Linked DNA regions of Callithrix jacchus: region 2 is linked to region 1. The links are chromatin contacts, called in public Hi-C maps. All regions are on one chromosome and are shown on one strand. Each heading gives the region's core, a stretch centred on a gene start, on an enhancer-like site or on the middle of the called end of the contact. The rest is flanking DNA. Distances are from core to core; before and after follow the strand shown.

What was found. Hi-C and Micro-C count contacts between places; a contact is called where the count stands out from the background.
Region 2: a Hi-C map of skeletal muscle shows a contact between it and region 1, with 6 times the contacts expected there. The contact joins two enhancer-like sites. A contact is called at or near these places in 2 of 3 Hi-C or Micro-C datasets (both in skeletal muscle).

Annotation. Positions count from the first base shown.
Region 1 is chr6:9,540,129-9,546,048 of calJac240_pri, forward strand. It overlaps LOC128932313 (a long non-coding RNA gene), which reads right to left. Exons shown (of 3, transcript XR_008481976.2): 3 at 5,133-5,920. Among named protein-coding and RNA genes, the nearest start is that of ADAMTS17, 30 kb to the right of the region's middle. Within about 2 kb of position 2,928, at least 1 of the 16 cell types and tissues checked has an H3K27ac peak or open chromatin away from gene starts, as enhancers often do. A contact at or near this core is called in skeletal muscle, where this site is marked.
Region 2 is chr6:9,927,556-9,933,984 of calJac240_pri, forward strand. No RefSeq gene overlaps it. Among named protein-coding and RNA genes, the nearest start is that of LYSMD4, 34 kb to the right of the region's middle. Within about 2 kb of position 3,921, at least 2 of the 16 cell types and tissues checked have an H3K27ac peak or open chromatin away from gene starts, as enhancers often do. A contact at or near this core is called in skeletal muscle, where this site is marked.

The DNA.
Region 1 (5,920 bases), core at 1,678-4,177:
TGTATGATAATAAATCATCTGTAAATAATTATAATTTTCCATTTTCCTCCAATATTCTTCTTTTCTTTTTGTGTAAATGCACTGGATTTTATCTCTAAATTAAAGTTAAATATTAGTGATGATATAGACTAGGCATGTCTTGCTTCTGCCTTTAAAGATTCTGTTTCTAGTTACTCACCATGAAGCCTGATGATGGCTTCTAGCTTGACACATATATTCTTCCTTCTTTAATTTTAAAAAATCAGAAATGGGCGTTGAACTGCATTTCCTGGGGGTGTTGACTGAGAGTTAGTCTGATGGTAATAGCTTCTTATTGGACTAGCCTCGCATTCCTGAAGTCAGCTCATCTTGGTCCCAGTGTGTTATTTTTTCATTTACAGATGGATTTTATTTGTCCACATTTTGTTTAGCGTTTTAGCATAGATGTATAGTTTTGAGTTTAAAAAATAAACCATATTTCAGCACAATTTTAAGCTCACAGCAACATCGAGTGGAAGGTATCGTGGTTGTCCATAAACCCTTTCCTCACACCTGCATGGCCTCCTCCGTCATTGGCCTCTCTCATCGGAATGAAATGCTTGTTACAGGGCCGGGTGTGGTGGCTCACGCCTGTAATCCCAGCACTTTGGGAGGCCGAGGCGGGTAGATCACAAGGTCAACAGATCGAGACCATCCTGGTCAACGTGGTGAAACCCCATCTCTACTAAAAATACAAAAAAGTAGCTGGGCACGGTGGCACGTGCCTGTAATCCCAGCTACTGGGGAGGCTGAGGCAGGAGAATTGCCTGAACCCAGGAGGCGGAGGTTGCGGTGAGCCGAGATCGCACCATTGCACTCCAGCCTGGGTAACAAGAGCCAAACTCTGTCTCAAAAAAAAAAAAAAAAAAAAAGAAATGCTGGTTACAACCGATGAACCTACATGGACACGTCGGTGTCACCCGGAGTCCATAGTTTCCACCGGGGTTCACTCTTGGTGCTGGACATTCTATGGGTTTGGGCGAATGTTATCATGACACATGTTCATCATGATAGTAGGACAGAGATCGTTTCACTGCCCTAGAAATCCTCTGTGCTCCCCAATCATCCCTCCCTTCGCCCACCCCCTCGCAGTCACTGATCCTTTTACTGTCTCAGTAGTTTTGCCTTTTCTAGAATGTCGAATGGCTGGAATCACAGTCTGTAACATTTTATTTCACTTGGTGAAGTTCATTTCAGGTCACTTGATGTCTTCTCATTGTTCGATATTTGTTTCATTTTAGCATGAAATAATATTCTATTGTCTGGATGAAGCACAGTTTATTTATCCATTCACCTACTGAAGGACATCTTGGTTGCTTCCAAAGTTGGGCAATTATGAAAAAAAGCTTTCATAAACATTCATGTGCAGGTTTCTCTGTGGACAGAGATTTCATTTGGGTAAATGTCAGGGAGCACAATTGCTGGGTTGTCTGATAAGAGTATGTTCATTTGTAACACTGTCAACCTGTCTTTTTTTTTTTTTTTTTGAGACGGAGTTTCACTCTTGTTACTCAGGCTGGAGTGCAATGGCGCAATCTTGGCTCACCGCAACCTCCGCCTCCTGGGTTCAAGCAATTCTCCTGCCTCAGCCTCCCAAGTAGCTGGGACTACAGGTGTGCACCACGACGCCCAGCTAATTTTTGTATTTTTAGTAGAGACGGGGTTTCACCTTGTTGACCAGGATGGTCTTGATCTCTTGACCTCGTGATCCACCCGCCTCAGCCTCCCAAAGTGCTGGGATTATAGGCGTGAGCCACCGCGCCTGGCCCAGCCTGTCTTCTAAAGTGTCTGCACTATTCTGCATTCCCACCAGCAATGAATGAGAGTTCCTGTTGCTCCATATCCTCACCAGCATTCGGTGTTGTCAGTGCTCTGGATTTTGCCTATTTTAATGAATGTGTAGTGGGTTAGCAAAAAATTTTTATTAAAATTTTTTTCTACATATTTTTATTTGCATTCTTCTTAATTATTCTGTATGAATATTGTGCCAGTTTATAAAGAGAAATTGGAATGATTCTTTCTTTTCTCGTTCTGAAATACTTCAGATGGTATCAGATTTATAAACTCCTGGAGAGTTTGAAAGAATTTACCTTTGAAACCATTTAAACTTAACAGATTTTGAGGGTGGGGCTGGGAGGTCATTTTTTTGAAGCTTTCTCAACATCTTCCGTGGGTATTGGTCTGTTGCGTAGTTTTCTATCTCAAGGCCCATTTTGGTCATCTATATTTTTTGAAAATCATTTCCTCTATTTAAGTTTTCAAGTGTATTTGTCTAGGTTATTGTAGAATCCTCTGGAATGATTAGTGTCTCTGTATTCATGCTTATTTTGCCCTTTTCGTGTATAATGTGTGATCGCGCTTGCTAACTTTACTTCTGGAATAAGCTATACGGTAGTTCGTCTCCATTACCCACCCCCAAAATGACCATTATGCTTATTAATTTCCAACTTTATATTCTTTTTTCCTGCTCTCCTTGGGTTTATTGCTCCTTTTCTAATTTCTTAAGCTGGACACTTTCTTTCCTTGTTTAGATATGTAGGTGTTTAAGGCTATAAATTTTCCTGGGACTGGCATTAGGAAAACCACAGGCCATCGCAGAGGATTGCTGGAGGGGTGGAGTTTTCAGCGAGAGCGCCTAATCCCAGTTAGGAGAAGTCTCGCCCAAGGTGGTAGAACTGCTTGGCCACACCTGTCCCATCTGAGTACCCTCCTTTACCTTTTGGTAAAAGACTCTGGCCCCTTGCTGTCACAATCGGGGCCTGGCTTCAACACAAGATTGGTGGAATCTCTGCAAAGTGCCTGAACTTTTCCCACTTGACACTTGAATGGAGGCCCCCACACCTGCCCCTTGGGGCCTGGCTCCAAGAGCAGGCTGCTTGCTTTGTTGCTAGTTTTCTTGGCTCCCTGCTCTCACAGCGACAGCCATGTCTGCTTCAGAGCCTCGCCTGCTGGCCTCCACTCAGCCCCCATGCGTGGTGAGAAAGTAAGTGACCCAGCCTGTCTCTCGCGCTGAGCAAAGCCTTCTGGTCCACGCCCTGTTGTGCAGTTGATATGTCAGCCTGCCCTGTGGCCCAGGGAAGCACAGATCGCCTCTCTCGGGCTGTTGTCTCAGCTGCTTCCCCACAACCTGTAGCTCTGCCAAGCTGCCAAACTCTCCCTTGTCCTCATTGCTAATAAAACCTTCCACCAGGTGGCTCTCATGTTCCTGTAAAGGACAAAAGTGGGAAAAAGAAGACAAAATGCACAGGTTTTTAAAGAGGGAGGGGCAGGTGACGGAGAGAAATAAACAAGGGCCTTGTCCAGATCTGCTCTGAAAGGACATCTGTCACTTGGCAGCTGCCTCAGGTGCCCTGAATTTACTCTGGGATTTGGGATGAGTCAAGATACTCAGCCGCTGTGCCAGGCTTGGCATCACCTTGTGTCCTGTTCCTACTGGTCACTGTGAGTGGTAGAAAGGTCCCCTCAAGCTCCCTGCAAATGAGTCCTCCTTACCTATTGGGATCATTGACAGGTCCCCAGTTCCTGTGGCTGACGTTTCATGGGGATCCTTTCTCTTTAAAACAACAGCATAAATAAAGGGATCCAGTGATGAGCAGGACCCCCTGAGCTCCTTTTGCACCAGCCCAGTTGGGTTGGAACAGACATGGAGGCAACAGACATGGAGCCACGTGGAGCAATGTGGAGCCGGCATACCTCATGACCCGAGCGGCTGGCTTTGGGCTCAGTCTCTTTTTCCATTCTTGGCTTTCCATGCTGCTGTTCTAAGGCAGGGGAAATGGGAAGGACTTTGCAACATTCACACTGGGGCCCTAAAATATGAACTGGATCTTGGAAGACAGCTCCGCAGGCTGCCGTGAATACCACTGAAGGACCCAGACACCATCAGGCTTGCATCTTACATGTGCTTGAGCAGGAGTCCTTAACCTGGACCTAGCAAGGCTGTCCTCTGTGGAAGAATCTGACCCCTTGGGCATGCAAAAGCAGACACACTAGGTCAGGTCAGGGATGAAAAAGTGACAAGTCAGATGGCCAGGCAGCTATGGCAACTTAGTGTGCAGGGTGGCCAGCAAGGAAATGTACGGGGCCGGGCGCGGTGGCTCACACCCGTCATCCCAGCACCTTGGGAGGCCAAGGCGCATGGATCACTTGAGGTCAGGAGTTTCAGATCAGCCTGGTCAACATGGTGAAACCCCATCTCTACTCAAAATACAAAAATTAGCCAGACACACGTGGTGGCACGTGCTTGTAATCCCAGCTACACAGGAGGCTGAGGCAGGAGAATTGCTTGAACCTGAAAGGTGGAGCTTGCAGTGAGCCAAGATCACACCATGCACGCCAGTCTGGGTGACAAAGTGCCACTCTGTGTAAAGGAAAGAAGAAAGGAGAGGATAGGAGAAGAGAAGACAAAGAAAAGGGAAGGGAATGGAAGGGAAAAGGAAAAAGGAAAGGAAAGGGAATGGCACGGGAAGGCCAGGCCTATGAGTAGGAGTGTTGCTTGGAATTTATTAGTAAGAATAAAATACTGAACTTCAGATAATTTATTCCAAGGAAGAATGCATTCAGAATTATGTATCTAATTTCATCCAAATGATACACTTTATATAATCAGTCTGTAGATGAGGAGATAAAGGCAACTGATAGAGAACTACATGAAATGCACAGAAAATGCCTTCTGGATTCTGGCAGTTCCTGAACTCCAGCGGTGTGGGAATCACAGCCCGCCATTTGCAAGGTAGATGGCCTGGATGAAGCCTGCGGAGCTGTCTTCCAAGATCCAGTTCATATTTTAGGGCCTCAGTGCGAATGTTGCAAAGCCCTTCCCATTTCCCCTGCCTTAGAACAGCAGCATGGAAAGCCTAGAATGGACAAAGATACTGAGCCCAAAGCCAGTCTCTCTCTGAGCCTCTATTTCCTTACTTGTAAGAATTATGTCTTCCTCTGAGATATGTTCTGAGGGTTAAATGAGATACATCTGGAAGCACCTGGCACAGAAAAAGTGCTCAGAAAACATTTTCATTTCCAAAAAAGAAGCTGAGGTCACCCGAGCTGTGAATGTCAGAGCTTAGATTTAAACTTGTTCTCTTGGCTGACTTTCAACAACCAGTCCTTGCACTGATGGATTAAAAAGTATTTATTGAGGCTCACCATGTATCCATCTAAGGAGTTAAATTTATAACAAAAAAAAAAACCCCACATCATTCCTGACACGGCTGAATCTAGCGGATGAGGGCTACTGGGCTCGCAGCGTATCTGTGAGGGCTCAGCAGGGAATCGCACTGTTCAAACAGTGGAGACTTCATGCAGACTTACACAGGTATTGAAGGGCTAAGAAAAAACCAAAAGGGAGCACTGAGTTACCGGTGTCATGACTGTAGGAAATAGAGGTGAACACGTTTCCAGAATGCAGGTGCTTGGAGGATAGGCCCCTGGGATCCCAGGGGATTGGCTCTCTATGGCTGATTCCCAAGCTCTGGGTCTGTGGCAGGGCTTGGAGCTGCTGGTTGTACCACGGAGAAGAGGAGAGTCCTGTGGCTGATGCCGAGACCTCTGAGAAGAGGATACAGACGAGTAGGCAGTGGGACCTCCACAGAGGACATTCAAACTGGCAGGTGAAGGAGGTGGAGGGATGAAACTCTATTTCTCAAAGGGGTCCCACCTGGCTCGGGTGAAGACTGGGAGCTAGGGCCATGGCATTGGCTGCTGCTAACAGAAGCTAGCAATTAAGAAGGAAGCCTCTTCTTATTCCCTTCTGTTTTCCAGTCCCTTCTTAACAGTTCTTATTTGCAGAGCTGACAGAAAGTCAACTGGCAAGGGAGTCTAGGACACAGGGTTTGTAGAGCCCCAGCCCCAGCTGCACAGAGCGGGGTTTAGAAGGAAGATTTAGAGCTGAGAGATATAGGTA
Region 2 (6,429 bases), core at 2,671-5,170, 390 kb after region 1:
CCCTTTTTAAGGCATTTGTACCTTAGAGAGGTTACTTCCCTACACTCACTGCCAGTTTCATCACCTATAAAATGATGAGATACCTAACTTTCAGGTTGTTTTAAGAATTACCTGTAACAGGGTGGGTGTGGTGGCTCATGCCTGTAATCCAAGCACTTTCAAAGGCTGAGGTGGGCAGATCACTTGAGATCAGTTTGAGACCAGCCTGGCCAACATGGTGAAACCCCATGTCTACTAAATATACAAAAATTAGCCTGGCATGGTGGTGGGCACCTGTAATCCCAGCTACTGGGGAGGATGAAGCACAAGAATTGCTTGCACCCCAGAGACAAAGGTTGCAGTGAGCTGAGATTGCACCACTGCACTCTAGCCTGGCTGACAGAGTGAGACTCCATGTCAAAATAAAATAAGAATTACTTATAATAATAATGGCTAGTTGATATAATACAGTCTTATTTTTAAAAAGAGCATGAGGAGGGAGGAGAGAGCAGAGCTATATAATAATGAAGTTTTTGCCTACTATTAAAATTAAGTTGATATTATTACATACTAGATTGTCATAAATTAAGATTTTCATGTTAAACTCCCAGGGAAACCACTAAGAAAATAACTCAAAAACATATTGTTAAGGAAAAAAACAAGGGAATTGAGATTTTACACAGAAAATATATTTTAACAGAAAAGAAGTTAGTAATGATGGAATTGAAGAATAAAAAGATATAAGACTTATAGAAAAGCAAATAGCAGAATGGCAGACATAAATTCTCCCCTATCAGTAATTACATTAAATATAAATGTATTAACCTCTCCAATGAAAAGGCACAGATTATCAGAATGGATTTAAAATAAAAACATGATCCAACTATGTTGTCTATGAGAGACTCATTTTAGATTCAAAATCACATATAGGTTCAAAGTATTAATAAAAGGATAGCAAAAGATATGCCACACCAACAGTAACCAAAAGAGTTGGAGTGACTCTAATAATGTCAGACAAAATTGACTTTCAGTCAAAAAGTGTTATTAGAGACAAGGAAAGAATTTTATGATGATAAAAGGGTCACTCCACCAAGAAGATCTAACAATTAGTAACTTAGAACAGTAGAGCAATGTCATCAATCTACTGTATTTAACAGATATTTATGAACACTCCACCCAACAGCAGCAGAGTACACATTCTCCTCAAGTGCATAGAGATCATTATCCAGGATAAACTATATGCTAGGCCATAAAACAAGCCTCAATAAATGTAAAGGGATTTAAATCATACAACACATGTTCTCCAACTATAATGGAATTCAGTTAGAAACCTATAATAGGGAGAAATTTGGGAAATGCACAAATATGTGAAAATTAAACAACATATTCCTAAATACCAGCAAATCAAAGGGTAAAGTGTTAGGGAAACTAGAGCCTACTTTGAGATAAATGAAAATGAAACCACACTCCAAAACTTATTACATACAGTTAGAATGGGGCTCAGAGATATTTTTAGCTACACATGCTTACACATCAAAAAAGATCAAGTAAATAACCTAATCTTCAACATTAGGAAACTAGACAGATTAAACTGAAAGCAAGCATGAGAGACTGAATATAAAAGTAAGTGTTAACAACTGCTACAAAGAGAACAAAATCCCTAGGGATACAAGTAATAAGGGAAGTGAAGGACTTCTTCAAGGAGAACTACAAACCACTGCTCAAGGAAATAGGAGAGGACACAAACGCATAGAACAATATTCTATGCTCATGGTTAGGAAGCATCAGGATTGTGAAAATGGCCATACTGCCCAAAGTAATTACAGATTCAATGCAATCCCCATCAAGCCACCATTGGCTTTCTTCACAGAATTGGAAAAAAACCTTAAAATTCATATGAAACCAAAAAAGAGCCCACAAAGCCAAGACAATCCTAAGCAAAAAGAACAAAGCTAGAGGCATCACGCTGCCTGACTTCAAATATACTGCAAGTTTACAGTAATCAAAACAGCATGGTACTGGTACCAAAACAGAGATACAGACCAATGGAACAGAACAGAGACCTCAGAAATAATGCCACGCATCTACAACCATCTGATCTTTGACAAACCTGACAAAAACATGCAATAGGGAAAGGATTCCCTATTTAATAAATGGTGTTGGGAAAACTGGCTAGCCATATGCAGAAAGCTGAACCTGGATCCCTTCCTGACACCTTATACAAAAATTAACTCCAGATGGAATGTTTGACATTCTTTCATAATTATACATAAAAAAAAACTCTTAACAGTTTAAGTATAGAAGGAAATTCTTCAACATAATAAAGGCTATCCATGAAAAAGACAGCTAACATCAAACAATGGGGAGACACTGAAAGCTTCTTTTATCTTTTTCTCTGCAAACTCGAGAAACCTGACAAGTTGAATGGTATGTTTGTATTTTCAGGTGACTACAAATGTGGTGTGAGAGATTTTGTCCTGCTTCTTACTTTCCTCACTCAGTGCCAATTTTAAGGCTGCAGCCACAGTGATGGGTGTCCACCCTGTTTGTGGCTGTGGGTAACCCATGTGACAATCTGTCATTTCACTCTCCCATTCCCCAGTGACGGATGCCAGCCTCTAACTCTCCACTGTCCCCAACAATACTGTGATAAATCACTTCTTGGTCCCTTTGTGTACAAATCTTTGGGACATGTGCCCAGGAACAAAATGTCTAGCACTTGAATTACACAGATATCAATGTCACAGAGCAGAGCCAGATGCCCTCTAGACTGTACTCAGGCACCTGTCAGCAACAACACATTGAAGAGCCCGACCTTCACATCCCTGTGGCTGGCACAGGAGCAGAGAGAGGCCAGGGCAGCTCGCAGTCTAGAGTTACCAAGGAAAAGCCATCGTTCCAAGGTCCGTCTCCTGAAAGGTGGCATCTCCTGAGTGTCACCCTGTCTCATCTTTTCCTCACGCAGGGTCCTCCCTGGTAGATACAGTTCTCCACCTCATCCTTCAAACTTCTCATGCCCCAGCATGGGACTCCCTGCCAAAGACTTGGCATCTGGGGTGGGTAAACAGGAAGGGGGACAGACTGGCCAACCTCAGTGGCAGAGCAGTGGCTCTGGCAATGTGGTGGGAGAAGCCAGAGCCAGGAGGGAGATGAGCTGTCACCCTGGATGAGCCTTCAGAAGCAGCATTCAAGTTCCCCCCTCCCAAGTCTTTCATCCGATGCTGACCACAGGCCCTGGGGAACTGGAATGTGTAGAGCTGAAGAACCTCTACACCCAGGTGAGGCGATTTGCCTCTAAGCGGGGCTGAGTTGAGGCCAGAACCTCCTTGGCTTTTTTGACATGCAGGGCTCAGGGGAACAGGGCTGGGGGTGGGCAGCTTGCTCCCAAGAGAGGAGAGGGTAGAAGAGAGAGAGGGGGAAAAGGAGCCAGGCCAGCAAACTCCAGATAAACAAGGATATTTCCAGGGTTTGGCCCCAGGGCAATTGAAAGCCAGCAGCGCAGGCAAAGGCTGTGATGGGTGGTCCCCCAGAAGAGCTTCAGAGGAACACGACAGCGTCACCGTCATCTGTCTCCCTGGCGCAGGGCCCACTCATCTACTGTTTGCTTGGAAAGAACTGGTTCCGCGAGGAGAGGCTATTTGGCTAATTGTGCACAATACACAGACGTTTCTGCACAGTCCAGTCCTGCGCGCAGACCCCACCACACCGGCCAGACCAGGCCCACGTGGCCACCTCTTCGCCTCCAGCAAATGAAGCTGGTACAGCTGTCGGCAGAGGCACAAGGGGTACTTTCTGGGTACCTGCCCCTTGGATGGGAGGCTTTTGTACAGAGTTTTATTGTAGATGGGGTCCGAGACCATTTTTCTGTTCCCTACTCTGGCATCCATGGGCTGTCACATCCATGTCTGCTTTCAGGCAGAAAACCACCTCCAAGCAGGCTCCCACTGAGGACTCTAGCCTGACCTGGAGAGCCCTAGCTCCTCTCCCTGCTGTTATCTGCCTCAGGGAGAGCTGGGCTGGAGCAGGGAAGGAGCAGTGGGGACAGAGAGCCCCTCACTAGACCCCACAAAACAGAGATCCTGGGCTTGGTGTGGGCAGCTTTCTCCAGCCCCCTTTGTTTCCACCTGGAAACGTTTATTTCCCCAGTTGGACACTTAGAATCTCGAATGACATCAAGGCCACGGACAAATCTCTCCTCCTCTGCAGAGCATTCTTTTTACACGCCTTCAGAGCATGAGAGTTTGGAGGAATTCTAAGCACGGGTTGGTTTGCTGCAAACGGGCATCACCACATGTTCCTGTAGCCAGGGAAACAGGAAATGGGGACAGAGGGTTTAGAGGAGAGGGGATGACAGTGGAGCTTTGAGTCCTCAGCATCCAAGAGGGGAGAAGATAGATGCGGCACGTGTGTCTAGGACCCAGGCTGAAGGCCCTGGACGACAGAGGAGACTAGGGCTACAGGGTCAGGTCACAGAGCAGGAGGCCTGGGCACCAGAACACACCATGAATCTACCATCTGGGGGTCAGCAGGGGCAGCTGAACCTCATCAATGCCTAGGGTATCTGGTCACCTCCTGCCTGTGCGGAGCTGTGGACAGTAAGCTGGACCAGCAGTTAAAACCGGAAGAGCAAGAGTAGGAGAGCTGACCACAGCCGTGCCTTGCCAGCGCCTCTTCCTGAACCCCCACGTTAGAAGAGCAGTTTGAGGAGGCAGAAGAGTCATGTGCAACCACCCCACCCCGCTCTCCATTGATGAAAACACCAGGTTAGGCCTGCACTGGGTGGAGAAGGGAAGAGATTGACATTTCAAAATAAGCTATCAGGGAACTTCTGTTTACAGAAATCTGAGAGACTAGGTAACCTGAAAGCCACGCCCACTGCAATATGCCCAGAATTGCTGAGTACAATAGAACAGACTTTGAATGCAGAGTTAGTCCTATAGAAAGTGAAGGCCAAAAGATGAACCAGGAACTAACAATTAGATCTACAAGTTCATGAGCTCCGCACCCACCAGGACTGCCCTGGGAAGGACTGGTGTCCTCTCACTAACTCAGGGGCTTGGTTTGGTTTTGTTTTCCTGAGACAGAGTTTCGCTCTGCCACCCAGGTTGGAGTCCAGTGGCACAATCTCTGCTCACGGCAACCTCCACCTCCAGGGTTCAAGTGATTCTAATCCTTCAGCTCCCAAGTAGCTGGGATGAGAGACATACACCACTATGCCCAGCTAATTTTTGTACTTATTTTTAGTAGAAATGGAGTTTTGCCACATTGACCAGGCTGGTGTTGAACTCCTGGCCTCATGTGATCCACCCACCTTGGCCTCCCAAAGTGTTGGGATTACAGGCATGAGCCACCATGCCTGGCCTCAGGACTTGGGTTTTAATGCCATGAGTAACTGGAGAGGAAGCGTTGGACCTGTCCCCACCACATTCACCAATGAGGGGTCCTTCAAGGGCAGGATGCTCTCTCAGTAAACATCATCTAGAAGAAAGTTCCCCCACTGGCAGTTATGTCAGGGATATTAGACTTGGCCTGGGCTCCAAATAGGAAAAATGATTCTGCTGTGAATTTGTCATCATAGGCTCATACTCATGTGATTGGTTTAGGGTGTATATGACATGTGTGGGCCAGAAAAACCCCAAGTCAAAACACGGGTGTGCAAAGCAGCCCTGGGCTGGTGACACCCCAGAGCACCAGGCTGAAGCAAATCCAAAAGTACTCTGGGGGACCCACCCTCATATAAGGTACAGAAGATTCCCTTAGATGAAGTCCCTATTAAGACCAGCTCACACTCCCAAATTAGAAAACACTGGCAGTTCCAAGTCAATCCACTTCAGGGATGGAAAGGACAGTAGAATGATGAAAACCGAGCCTACAAAATAAGTCAGCTTAAAAATCACAAAAAAATAAAGTATCTTTTCCAGAAATTAAAAATGTTTAAATATAATTCTTGAAATAATAGAAATCTCTCTGCAGATCGGTTAACACTGATTCTCAAAGTTTATCACACCTTAGGATCTCCCAGCCAGACGGTTAAACACAGACTGCAGGGCCTGAGAATTTGCTTTTCTAACAAGTACCCAGGTGAGGCTGCACTGATGACCTGGGGACAGCGGGTTAGGCTGATTAACTCTGGGCACAGACAGAACTCTGCCTGACCAAAAGTGCTTGCCAAGTTAGTGAATAAAGCTAGGTTATGTTAATAGACCTTCTATCCTGGGGAAAGGACTTTCAACAGCACACAGTTGAAAGCAACTGAGAAAAATAAAGCCACTTTCACGTGCGTGTTTCAAATACACTTTCAGGATTTTCAACAGTCTAAATAGTCTGTCTCTTGTCCAAGGTTACAAGAGACAAAGAACATTGTGTATTGAGAAAAGATTCAATACAGCAAGAATATGTAAACATTTAGCACTTAGCAGAATATGCAAAGCAGAAAGGGACAGAATTGGA